Linked DNA regions of Mus musculus: all the other regions are linked to region 1. Evidence: chromatin contacts called from public HiChIP or PLAC-seq data. All regions are on one chromosome and are shown on one strand. The core of a region is the stretch at or near the end of the contact, and the rest is flanking DNA. Distances in the headings are between cores, read along the strand shown.

Region 1 (3,685 bases), core at 399-2,898:
GGTTTGGAAATCGCAACAAATAAGTTCATATGAACAGATACTGGGAACTAATTTTTTTTTTAAGTCACAAGACTTTCTGCCGAATATGGAACCAACAAGCCCGTCCATCTGCTGTGACAGAATCACACAGATCCTGGAGCCCAGAAAATGTCAGTAAGGACATAGCAGGCTTTCAATAAACATCTCTTCCAAACCAAGGCGGCCTTGGGATGAAAACCCACCTGACAAGGCAGGGAGGGGGTGTAATGAGGAAAATCTGACCCACTGTAAATTCTGGCTAACGTCTAGACTCAAAACAGAGACCTCTGGCTACATCACCGAACGCCTCAACAAAAACTGCAGGAGGCACCCGAACTGGATTTCGCTTTCGATTCGGACAAAACGTCCGAACTGGCTGCATAACTGCGGGACAATAATTGTTTCGATGGGGGGGTGGGGCGGGATGAGGGTTGCGCACTTCCCGAACCCGAAATGACGATCCTATTCCCATCCCCTCCCAAATCCTGGGGAGCCCCATCTCGTAAAGCCTCAGTTCACAGTTAAAAGCACCCCGAAAAGTAGCGCCCCAACAACTTTCACGTCCCCGCCCCCTGCCCACCAGGCCCACTTGTCGCGCAGGCGCACTGGCCTGGTGGAGCGGCCCTGCCAGCCAGCCCTTACCATGTACCAGGTCCCCAGGATGATCGTCCCGGTGCGGACATGGCAACAGCCGCAGCACCGGGTGCTGTAGAACCGGTCGCTGCGGCTCCGTTTGAAAGTCATGGACACCATCCGGAACCTCGCGGGCCTCGTTCTCGCCCAGGCCCCTGACAAAAGCTTTCGGCCCAGCGGTTCAACCCAGACGACTCTACGACGGTGTCCACAGCCAAAGGACGCGTCTTCTGGCCCGCCCTCGGCCCGGGCCCTTGCCAACTCCTGTGCGCCTGCGCTCTGGGCGCCCGGCGCCGCTCTCGCGGGACGTCGGCTCGGAATCTCTCCCTCCGCCTTCTGCCACATACAGACCAACGAAGAGCGGAAGGCCGGGCTACCTGGCTTCTGATTGGAGAAGATGTGGAGATTGAAACAGATCACGCCCAATCAAAAGTTCAACTCTCTCCGGCGCTGTTTGACCGCGGTGCGCGTGGCTGGGCTCGCTGTCGGGGGCTGTAGGAATTGAGGGTAACTCGGTAATTCACCGTCTCCCAGACGAGCTCCGCAAGGAGGAGAAGGGTGAAACAAGACGGAGTTGGTGGCAGACAGCGGGCACGGAGATTTTTGGCGCTGTCTTTCGCCACGTTGTCTTTGTCACTGCGAGGCCCACGTGACGTATTCGTGCTCTATTGTTGGGCCTGTCGGGGCGTGCCTGCGGGAAGGGGCGTGGCTACCATTCTGGCGTGGCCCTCTAGGCTCAGACCAGAAAGGAGGGCTCGCAAGTAGGCTAAAGGATTGGATTTCTGTCCTTCCCCCATCTCTCTGAAGCCTACTTAGAGGGAGCCAATAAATACCACTGGACTCTGCCAAAGGCCAAGGGATTAAGGAAAATGACAGCATGATAAAGTGGAGAAACCGCTTAGCTGTTGAGTTTATACAGATAATAGTGATTTTTTTTTTCTTCTTGAAGAGAAAGATTGTGAAGGACATTGAAATAGGCCAGAAAAACAAGCAAAAAAAAAAAAAAAAAATAGAGAATGAGAGAGTGTGTCTTAAGTGAGAAACAAGCCACACTTTTCTGCATGCTCTGATGCCAGAGTGAGCCTCAACTTTCTGTGGGATGCTGGACATTTCTACAGCATGTTACACGAGACTCACTGACTCATACCTCTTCTCAGAGAAAGCCATTTGACATAAGTTGGGTGATTCAGTTATCATTTTTACTTCAACAATGGGTGCTTTATATTCACTCTATAGTTCCTTCTAACATCTTATGATCCTCATTAACTGAGTCAAGTTTTTGACTGAATTTATTTTGTATTTGTTTTAAGATTTGTGGCTATCAGCCGGGCTGTGGTGGCGCACGCCTTTAATCCCAGCACTTGGGAGGCAGAGGCAGGTGGATTTCTGAGTTCAAGGCCAGCCTGGGCTATGCAGAGAAACCCTGTCTCAAAAACAAACAAACAAACAAACAAGGCTTGTAGCTACCTTGAGAAGGAATGAAACTGTACCATAGTGTGCAGCTGTGGATAATAGGCATAATCAAATAAACACTGAATAATTTCAAAGAACCTCAAAAGTATTTTGGAAAGAGGAAGGGAAGAGATGTCAGGACAAAATCCATGCCTTTACCATAATTTAAGCCAGTAGACAATGCTAGAATTTTATTAATGAAAATATAGTATATATGAAGAGGTGGTAAGTGGGTAAAGTGCTTGCAAAGCAATCGTGAGGATTCATGGAAAACCAGACGCTGTGGCTTTACCTTTCTGTAAAACCCAGCTGTTACAGCCAGACAGATGTCTTGAGTGAGGAGACATCCCTGCAAGCTCTCTGGCCAGCTAGCCTAGTGTATGAGGAAGCAAATGAGGGGGATGCAGGATTTGTGGGTCTTTAAGGTTCCTAGAATATGTGTGTGAGTGAAAAAACGCTACATGTGTAGCAGTCGCTAGAGGAAGCCAGAAGCAGACATAAGATCCCCCTGGAGCTGAAATTGCAGGCTGCCTGATGTGGGTCCTGGGAACTGAACTCTAGGCATCTGAAAGAGCAGAAAACACTTGGTTTTTTAGAAGACTGTGTTTTATGTATATGAGTGTTTTGCCTACCATAATTGAAGCCAGTAGACAATGCTAGAAGTTTATTAATGAAAATATACTATATATGTCTGTTAAGAACATGGACTGGGCATAAGGAGATGGCTCAGTGGGTAAAGTGCCCACTGGAGGCCAGAAAAGGGTGTTGGATTCTCAGGAACTGTTGTTACGACTGGTTGTAAGCCTCCATGTTGGTACTCGGAACCAAACCCAGGTCCTCAAGTGTTCTTAACCACTGAGTTATCTTCCCAGCCCCTCTTTAATTCATAGTCTCAATTTCCCTTCCCCGTTCTTTCTCTTTTCCTTTCTATTTTTGTTTTATGACATGATCGCAACCTAGCCTCCAGCTCACTATGTAGCTTAGGATGCTCTTCAGTTTCTGACCCCCTTGCTTCTGTCTCCTGATCCCCTACCTACGTCTGTCACAAATCCAGGGTTTGTGCATGCTAGGTAAACTGTACCGAGCTACTTCTCCAACACTTACAATCTTATTTCTTGTTCAAAAAAATATTTATGCTTGGTGCCTGCCTTTCTCACTTTTCCCTTCGATCTGCCCTCTCCCCATGCTGTTGCTGTTAAACCTAGCCTTATAACCCTAAAAGCCTCTCATGGTTGAGCTTTGCCATACCTGACCTTTTTCTTACTTGATACTCCTGGGAATCTATTGATCACCTCATCCCCTTTATTCTGACAATCATATTTTGTCACAGCCATGCATAGGTTGTATAAGCCTACCTTCTCAAGCCCCCTTATTCATCATGCCCACAACCCCATTGGCCCTTCTGTTCTTGCTTTGTTTCAAGGCTATCTTTGATGCTTATGGCCAACTAATCTTCCCATCTTTGTATTTGTCTTCCCTATGAGCCTCTAGTTCCCATCAAGACGTACGAGCCCAGTTTTTCAGGAACTCAATCCCTTTCACTAGTTCCACTAATGTGGAACAAACAAAGAGCGCTTGGAAA
Region 2 (3,685 bases), core at 357-2,856, 190 kb after region 1:
GAGCTAGTACTTGATAGCCTAGATAACATTAAAATGAGTATTTATTAATGAAAACACTTTACAACATAAAACATGAATACTTTCCCTTATATTCGTGTTTAGTCAATGATTTCACATTATTACTACTAAACCTCTGAATACAGATGGAAAAACCACATCTGAGGTATTTTAAAAATGTGTTTATCAGTCATGTCTTTTACTTACAGATTATGAAAAGAATTATTTTCTTAAAACAGAAGCTATAGGCTTCCAAGAACTAAGTAATAGAAAAATATCACCATTTGGTCAGTTATGAAGAGACAGGCTAGAAAGACTAGAGGAAGTAAATTAGAACACAATTTAAAAAAAAGGCTTGTCTAAATTTTAGAGCAAGTACATTATCAATAAATTCACTTAGAATTTCACTTGTAAGCATCACTTTAAAATCTTAAAATATGAGGGTTAGAAAAATGGCTCAGAGGCTAGGAGCACTTGGTTTTCCTGCAAAGGACACAAGTTCAGTTTCCACTACATACATGGCAGCTTATGACCAATTTCAAGGGGTCAAGCATATAGAGTCAGGCAAAAATACCCATACACAGAAAATAAAACATATCTTACTTTTATTTAGTTTTTCAAGACAAGGTTTCTCTGTGTAATGCTGGCTGTCCTGGAACTTGCTTCTTGGCCTCTGCCTCCCGAGTGTTGGCATTTTTTTAAAAAAGGGTCTGTGAGACAGATCCAGCCTGGTCTTCATAGTGGGAGCCAGGTCAGCTACAGCTACACAGTGAAACCCTGTTTCAAACCCCTCCCCAAAAGTTTAAAAAATTTTAAAAATATAATCTGAGAAGACAACTTAGGATCACTAAGAGTCAACCTGTAAAGACTCTCACAGAGGCCTTAGTTTTATTGTAGGTTTGTGTATGAGGTAGATGACATTTTTACATTTATAAAAAACACCAGAAAATGCAGTTTACTTCTAAGCAGTTCTTTCTCAAGAGAATTTCTCCTCTGAATCAAAACTACACAAATGACATTTGACATTTTCCCAAGGGCCATACATTAAAAGTACTGCTCCAAAGGCACAGAAGACAATTTAACTGTGAGTAACAGCTATTTTGGGGCAATAGGGTTTTAACTCTCTCCTGGAGCTCAGGTTGAGAAGGTTCGCCTTTCACAGTGACAAGAGCTTGACAACTGACTTCCTTCAAGGGGGGGGGAGGGGACGACACTGGGTCAAAATCTCCTCTGACTATTTCTCAGAGTGTGTCTCCCTGCCAGATGTTTCACCTTCTAATTCAGCCTCAGATTATTGGCCACCAGCTTTTAGGAACTAAGGAGAGGTAACTAGCCATATGGCAGATAACGAATAGTCTAAACATTAAATAAGCTACAAACTACTGGGAACAAGCCTAGCTATTTAGGCACTTTTTAATAAATAATAAGCCTCTGAGTCATTATTCAGGAACTGAGATATGGGTGGAAAAGCCCAAAGTTACAAATGGCACCCATCATTGTTGTATTCCAAACTTAGCTAAAAATCCCAACTTAGAACAAAAGATCCAGGTATGCCCCTGGTGGAAAGGCAGGGAACAATCACCTCTTAGAGCAGTTCCCAGCCAGGCAGAAGATATTCTTTTTAAGAGAGACTCAACCAGAGCCTTAGTACATTTCCCAGGTGACAGAGGGACTGAGCAACCTGGGCCCGTGAGAAATCAGTGTGTGAAGCCTGCAATGGCCTGGAGCCAGAAGAGGCACAGGCCACCTTTTCAGAGTGGGTAGAAGTCATATGTGGGCCCTCAGGAAAATCCTGCTGGTCCCTCCAGGGGAGAGAAGGACCAACAGGAGGGGCAGAGCCAGCAGCCTGTGCAATGTGGCAGAGAGTAGCTAAATGTCAGAGACATGGCAGATGCCAGCTACAGACACTGCAGACAACGGGAAAAGCTAAAACAAACAAACAAACAAACAACAGACTTGGTAAGATATTTGGGAAGTCCTTAAGGAGAAAGTTAGAGATTAAAAAGAAAAATATTTTGTGTTAAAAAAAATGAAAAACATGACACAATGCATCTGAGTCCCATATGACTTTGTTTCACATATCAATGTACAAATAATTATTTTTTCAGAAACAACAACAATTTTAGATGTCCCTTTAAAAAGATATCAGAATAAAGCAGACTTAGAAAGGGAAAGGACTAAGGAATGGATAATGAGATTAAAGGATTCTTTAGATCAGAATCAGGAATCCTCAGTGCATTCTTATGTTGTCTACAACAACAGCATAAGGGGAGTTCCAGATGAGAAAAATCCACAAAGGCTTGAGGAAAATATACTGAGTTAAAAATACAGATTCTGTTTAATGAAGTCACCTTAGAACAATGTCATACAATACTTTGTTTCATTTTGTAGAATTTGAAAATGTAAAATATTTACATGTATTAATACATCATATAGTTGATGCCAAATTCAGAATTCCAAGGGGCTTCTGCCTTGAGTTTTAAAAAGAAATAATTCTAAGATTGCACATTTATTAGAGATGGTGGCTATACCTTTACAGACTGAAGCTGATGATGCTTTGACATATGTATCCAATAAAATAGAACAGTTTTTTAAAATATTATAGGGTAAAACATATACATCTTACAAATATACCTTACAAATGTACAGGTTAAACAACTGTAAAAAGATCTAACTATGCTTTAAAGGAAATACAGGACAGAAAGGGGATATGGGATCTCTCAGAGATAGATTAAATACTTTATCCACTTTATTTTTTAAAGATCAATTAAGACATAACATAGCTGCTGAAATACACTGAAAGAACTGTTAGATCAGCCTATGTATGTGAAAACCTCAGAATGAAAAGAAAGGAATGTGTTGCATTGAGGAAGAGGTTTTGCCTGTTTCAATAGGGAAAAAAAAAGCTGTGGATTCCATCAAAAGTAGTGAAAATTAGATTTAACCAGAGCAGACATACTGAAGATCTTGGCAACAGAAACAAAGGAAGAAACCAAGAAGAAAAATAAAACAGATAAAGTATATACACTGATCCCTTTATGTGGGAACAGGTTTGAAACTGGCTAAAATTTGGATATCTCAAGCCAGGACTACAGCTATGCCCAGCCTGTAAATCTTGTTGGTTACAGAGTTCTCAAGATTTATCATGCCATCCTCTGTATGGCAAGGGTAAAAATTTATATTATAAATTGGATATATAGTACAAACAGACTTATAAAATTTGATGCCTTTTCCCTAATCTGAACACAAAGAATAATCTTTAGTTGAATTGTACACACTGCACATTCCATACATGTTAATGCAAAAATGTATATTAATGTTGAAAGATTCTACGTTTGCAGAACAAAAGAACCAGACATCAAAGAAGACAAGGCAAAACTAATCCAGGCTAATATGTAAGGCTGGATAGGCCAAATGATAGTAACAAAAGAGAGATTGGATTCTTAAAGTATCTGTTGAGGATCGATGTAGCTATGAGGGTAAGTAAAGGGGGGACTAAGTATTGCTATTTTCTGATGCAAATTTTTGTAAAAGGCGTAGTGTTTACAATGAAGCAGAGATAAAAATAAAAATACAAAATTTACTATGCCCGTATTTCCCAATTTATTAACATGAAATTCTATAGGTTCTTTTCTTTCTAAAAACATGTATAGATGTTTGGCTTGCATATAAGTCTATATGCCACACA
Region 3 (3,685 bases), core at 612-3,111, 170 kb after region 1:
AGTATTTCACCTTTAGGTTGGTTTGAATTTGTGGCAATTATGGATATGGTCACGTCAGCTCTCCATTCCTGTCAACAAATCACTAACAATACTTTGTAAGAATAGTTTGCAGCCATGACTGGCCCTGTTGCTTTCAAGCAGTAGAGATGTAACATGTCTTGGTGACACTGAGTGACAAAACTGCCTCCTTGCTGTAGTCAGGAGACAGAAGAAGGGAAGAACCTAGGATCCCACAATCCCCTTGGAAGGACAGCACACTTCCAGTAGGGTAAACCGCCCCCTCCCCCGCGGCTCCCTCGCCTGCCAATACTTTCACTATTGGGAGGATGCAGCTCCATGTGAGCCTTTGGGTGACAGTTCCGATGCAGTCTCTTAGAGCTGCTACAACCACTTCATGCCACCTTTTGATGGGGTCATGTGTTATGTATTCGGTGTGTGGAGGGGTAGATCCCAAGGAGTAGGACTGGGGGGTCCTATGGTAAGGCTCTTTAAATTCATGTACACGGAGGCATGTGTGCTGCTCCGGTACTGAACTTCATGCTGTCAGACTGACACCCTGAGTGTGAGGCAGCCAGGAGAGGAGGAAATACAAGGAATGGAACGGGAGGGATGTCACTGCCCTCCCAAAGTGCCTTTCATTCTGAAGCAGCTGCTTCCCTGGGAAAACACCTGATTGAGGTGTGAGCTGGGAGGGGACGTTATGATTTGGAGGGAAATGTATGGCAAAATCACAAGCCAGGATGCTAAGAGCAGCTCTAGGTTCTGGAGGTTGGTGTCTGCTGGAAAGATCAGAATCTCTCAGCTAGAACAGACCAAAGAGTAGGTACCACCTGGCCAAATTCCTGCTTAGAACTTTAGCCATACTGGATTTAGGGCACAGAGTGACTTCACTACAAAGACCTGTTACCAAGTTAGGTTGCATTTACAGGTTCCGGGTGGCCATAAACTGGTGAGACCCAATATTCAAACAGGTACACCACTGATCATGATGCAGACTTAGACAAACAAAATGCATTTTTGTTTTATATAGTCATGGGACTATAGGAGTCAGGGAATAGAATGTGGTTTCAATGACAAATGCCACCCCCACCCGTTTTCTAGCATTTGAATGCTTGCTTGGTTCTCAGTTCATGTCTGTTTGGGGAACCTTAGGTATGTCCTTGCTGTAGGAAGTATGTCAGTGGGGACGGCTGTTTGAGAGCTTAAAGACTTTTCTGCTTGCTCCCCGTTTTGGGTTCTGAGATGAGAGCTCCCAACTGTTTCTGCCACCATGCCTGGTGCTTCCTGCCATGCTTCCTAGCTGTGAAGGTGACAGACTCTTAACCCACTGGGTACATTCGGCCCAAAGAAACCCTTCCTTGTCGCCCTGATCACTGTTCTCACAGCCACAGCAGTGGCTATCTTTAGAGAGCCCTAGGCACACTTCCAGAACGCTAGAAAACTACATTGACTTGCCAGCATGTTCAGGAATTACTGCAGCATGTGCTTCATACAGCAGAGGTAAGACTACTGGCATTTCTTTTCTGAGAAAGGCTGATTGGCAGGATACCTCCACACAGACACAGGCAGACAGACAGACAGACACCTATTGGACTTCTGTTCCCATCAAGTCCAGAGATACTAGGAAGGAGTGGTTTATGCCAGTGGGCAAATTTTCCTTATTTCCACTTTCCTTGCTATAAAGCTAAATTACCAGTTCTTCTGAATTACTGTGGCTTCCTTTGGGCAAACCCAATTTTGATGGTACATGCTCAGACTTACCAATTGGCTGAGCTAGCACAACAAATATATGTATGTGTACCATGTGGGTGTGGGTGCTCAGGGAAGTCAGGGGGCATTGGAACTGGAGTTTCAGGAGGTCATAAGCCACCTAGGGTAGATAATGAAAACTGAACTGACCGGTCAGAGCACCAAGCACTCTTCATCAGCTGGCTCTTTAACAGCAAAACTGCCAGGTTCCTACTATAACTAGGAAGCCTGCCTCTTAGATGTGCTCCTGTGTTGCTGGAGATGACCAAAGGCCAGATCGATGTTGGTCCAAGAGTTGCACATCACTGAACTGTTATCCCTAACTCATGCTGACCATTTAAACTTAAAACCTATGTATAGAATCTACAAGACATTTAGGACTTAGAAAGTAGTTGGGCCTTTAACTTAAAGACCAAAGGACAGACCTCTACTTCCTTCTGTACCACACCTTGAACACTGCAGCCTCTCATCCTCCTGACTTCTAGGTCTAGAGCACCAGACTCATTCCAGAAGCCTTACCCCAGGCCTGGGCGAGTTGTGGAGGAAGAGCAGACAATGAACAGTGTTCCTCTGAGTTCCTTACCCTCTCTGCTCAAACAAACAAACAAACAACATCCTGAGGACAGAGATGACTCAGGCCCTTTCTTGGGCATGATAATTCCAAGAGTTTCACCTTTCCCAAAAAACTGCTTTCATAGCAATGATCAAACCAAGATAAAACTAAACAACTGAAGTCAGAGAAAGATAAGCAATATTGGATTATGGTGTTTCCTTTTCCCACCTACGGAAGGAACAAAAACTTAAGAGTGGCACATGCCTTTAATTCTAGCACTAGAGGGGCTCTATGAAGCCAACTTGGTTTACAGAGAGTTCCATGACAGCCAAGAGCTATACAGTGAAAACTCTGTCTTGAAAAATCAAAACCTTCCACAAACAAACAGACAACAACAACAACAACAAAAAACAACACACACACACAAAACCCGACTAATAATCATAAAAGAATCAAACTCCGGGGCTGCAGCGATGGTTCAGCAAGTAAGGCCCTGAATTCAACTCCCAGCAACCACATGGGGGCTCACAACAATCTGTAATGTGATCTGATGCCCTCTTCTGCCATGCAGATCTACGTGCAGACGGAACACTCATATACATAAAACACCTAAGTAAATCTTTAGTTCACTAGGGCACCCAGGCTGTTGACAGCCAAAGTCTGGAAATAGTAAGGTAAGTCTTAAACTCAGGTTTGAACCCAATATACATTTTCCTAGAACAGTCCCAAGTTTATGCAGAAAGCAAGCCACACGTGTGTGTGTGTGTGCGTGCGTGCGTGCGTGCGTGCGTGTGTGCGTGTGTGTGTGTGTGTGTGTGTGAAGTGATGTAATCAGGCACTCTTGACAGAGATATAGAGGGATATTTTATCTAGAGAAAAACACAAGACCAGGTTTATTTCATACAATGTTATTCACACGTTTCATTTTCTAATTTATACATAATATACAAAGTGAAGATAACATTTCATTTGAGCCAATAAGAGCCAGGACTTAGACAAACTGGTCCAGAAACAATCTACATCAAAAAGAGACTACTCAAGAATTAAAGCCTAAGTGGATTCTGCCCAATCAGATGTCTTTATTCTGTATTGTCAGATTTTTCTAAAGTTCCATGCCAACATACTAGAAGGTGGAATCAGGGTGGGCACCAAAACTGGCAGATCATAAATTTTCTACACGAACAGGTTTTTTCTAGAATATGCCTAAAAGTATCAGGAGGACTGGGTTGTCAGCACTGGGAAGTATGAATCAGGACTGCTAGAGGAGGATTCAGTTCCAAATAACTTTCTCTAGGACTTGCCACTTTTCTGAGCCGAGTGACAGCTGCCGGGGCATCCAAAGGGAAGGGTGAGGACAAACCAGAATGGGCTGCATTTCTGCAG

Evidence for each region. HiChIP or PLAC-seq counts read pairs in DNA pulled down with a chosen protein or histone mark.
Region 2: a contact with region 1 is called in an H3K27ac HiChIP or PLAC-seq map of trophoblast stem cells, with 15 read pairs. The contact joins the enhancer-like site here to the promoter of Laptm4a in region 1. A contact is called at or near these places in 5 of 39 promoter capture datasets (the C10 cell line, cranial neural crest, macrophages and 2 more), 2 of 484 Hi-C or Micro-C datasets (the G1E-ER4 cell line and cortical neurons), 10 of 115 datasets of contacts at active chromatin or transcription factors (the SCID.adh cell line, T-cell acute lymphoblastic leukemia, bone marrow-derived macrophages and 7 more) and 4 of 9 other capture datasets (adipose tissue, embryonic stem cells, liver and 1 more).
Region 3: an H3K27ac HiChIP or PLAC-seq map of trophoblast stem cells shows a contact between it and region 1, with 13 read pairs. The contact joins the enhancer-like site here to the promoter of Laptm4a in region 1. A contact is called at or near these places in 15 of 39 promoter capture datasets (the 3T3-L1 cell line, 3T3-L1-derived adipocytes, the C10 cell line and 9 more), 36 of 484 Hi-C or Micro-C datasets (the AtT-20 cell line, CD8 T cells, the G1E-ER4 cell line and 25 more), 23 of 115 datasets of contacts at active chromatin or transcription factors (the NIH/3T3 cell line, the SCID.adh cell line, T-cell acute lymphoblastic leukemia and 15 more) and 4 of 9 other capture datasets (adipose tissue, embryonic stem cells, liver and 1 more).

Annotation. Positions count from the first base shown.
Region 1 is chr12:8,919,270-8,922,954 of GRCm38.p6, reverse strand. It overlaps Laptm4a (lysosomal-associated protein transmembrane 4A), which reads right to left and starts at 1,648. Exons shown (of 7, transcript NM_008640.2): 1 at 661-1,648. The coding sequence starts at 996.
Region 2 is chr12:8,724,967-8,728,651 of GRCm38.p6, reverse strand. It overlaps Pum2 (pumilio RNA-binding family member 2), which reads right to left. Exons shown (of 21, transcript NM_001160220.1): 11 at 1-18. Among named protein-coding and RNA genes, the nearest start is that of Gm4755, 44 kb to the left of the region's middle. Within about 2 kb of position 1,606, at least 10 of the 459 cell types and tissues checked have an H3K27ac peak or open chromatin away from gene starts, as enhancers often do. A contact at or near this core is called in trophoblast stem cells, where this site is marked.
Region 3 is chr12:8,752,042-8,755,726 of GRCm38.p6, reverse strand. Pum2 (pumilio RNA-binding family member 2) reads right to left here. Exons shown (of 21, transcript NM_001160220.1): 21 at 3,144-3,685. Among named protein-coding and RNA genes, the nearest start is that of Gm4755, 17 kb to the left of the region's middle. Within about 2 kb of position 1,861, at least 9 of the 459 cell types and tissues checked have an H3K27ac peak or open chromatin away from gene starts, as enhancers often do. A contact at or near this core is called in trophoblast stem cells, where this site is marked.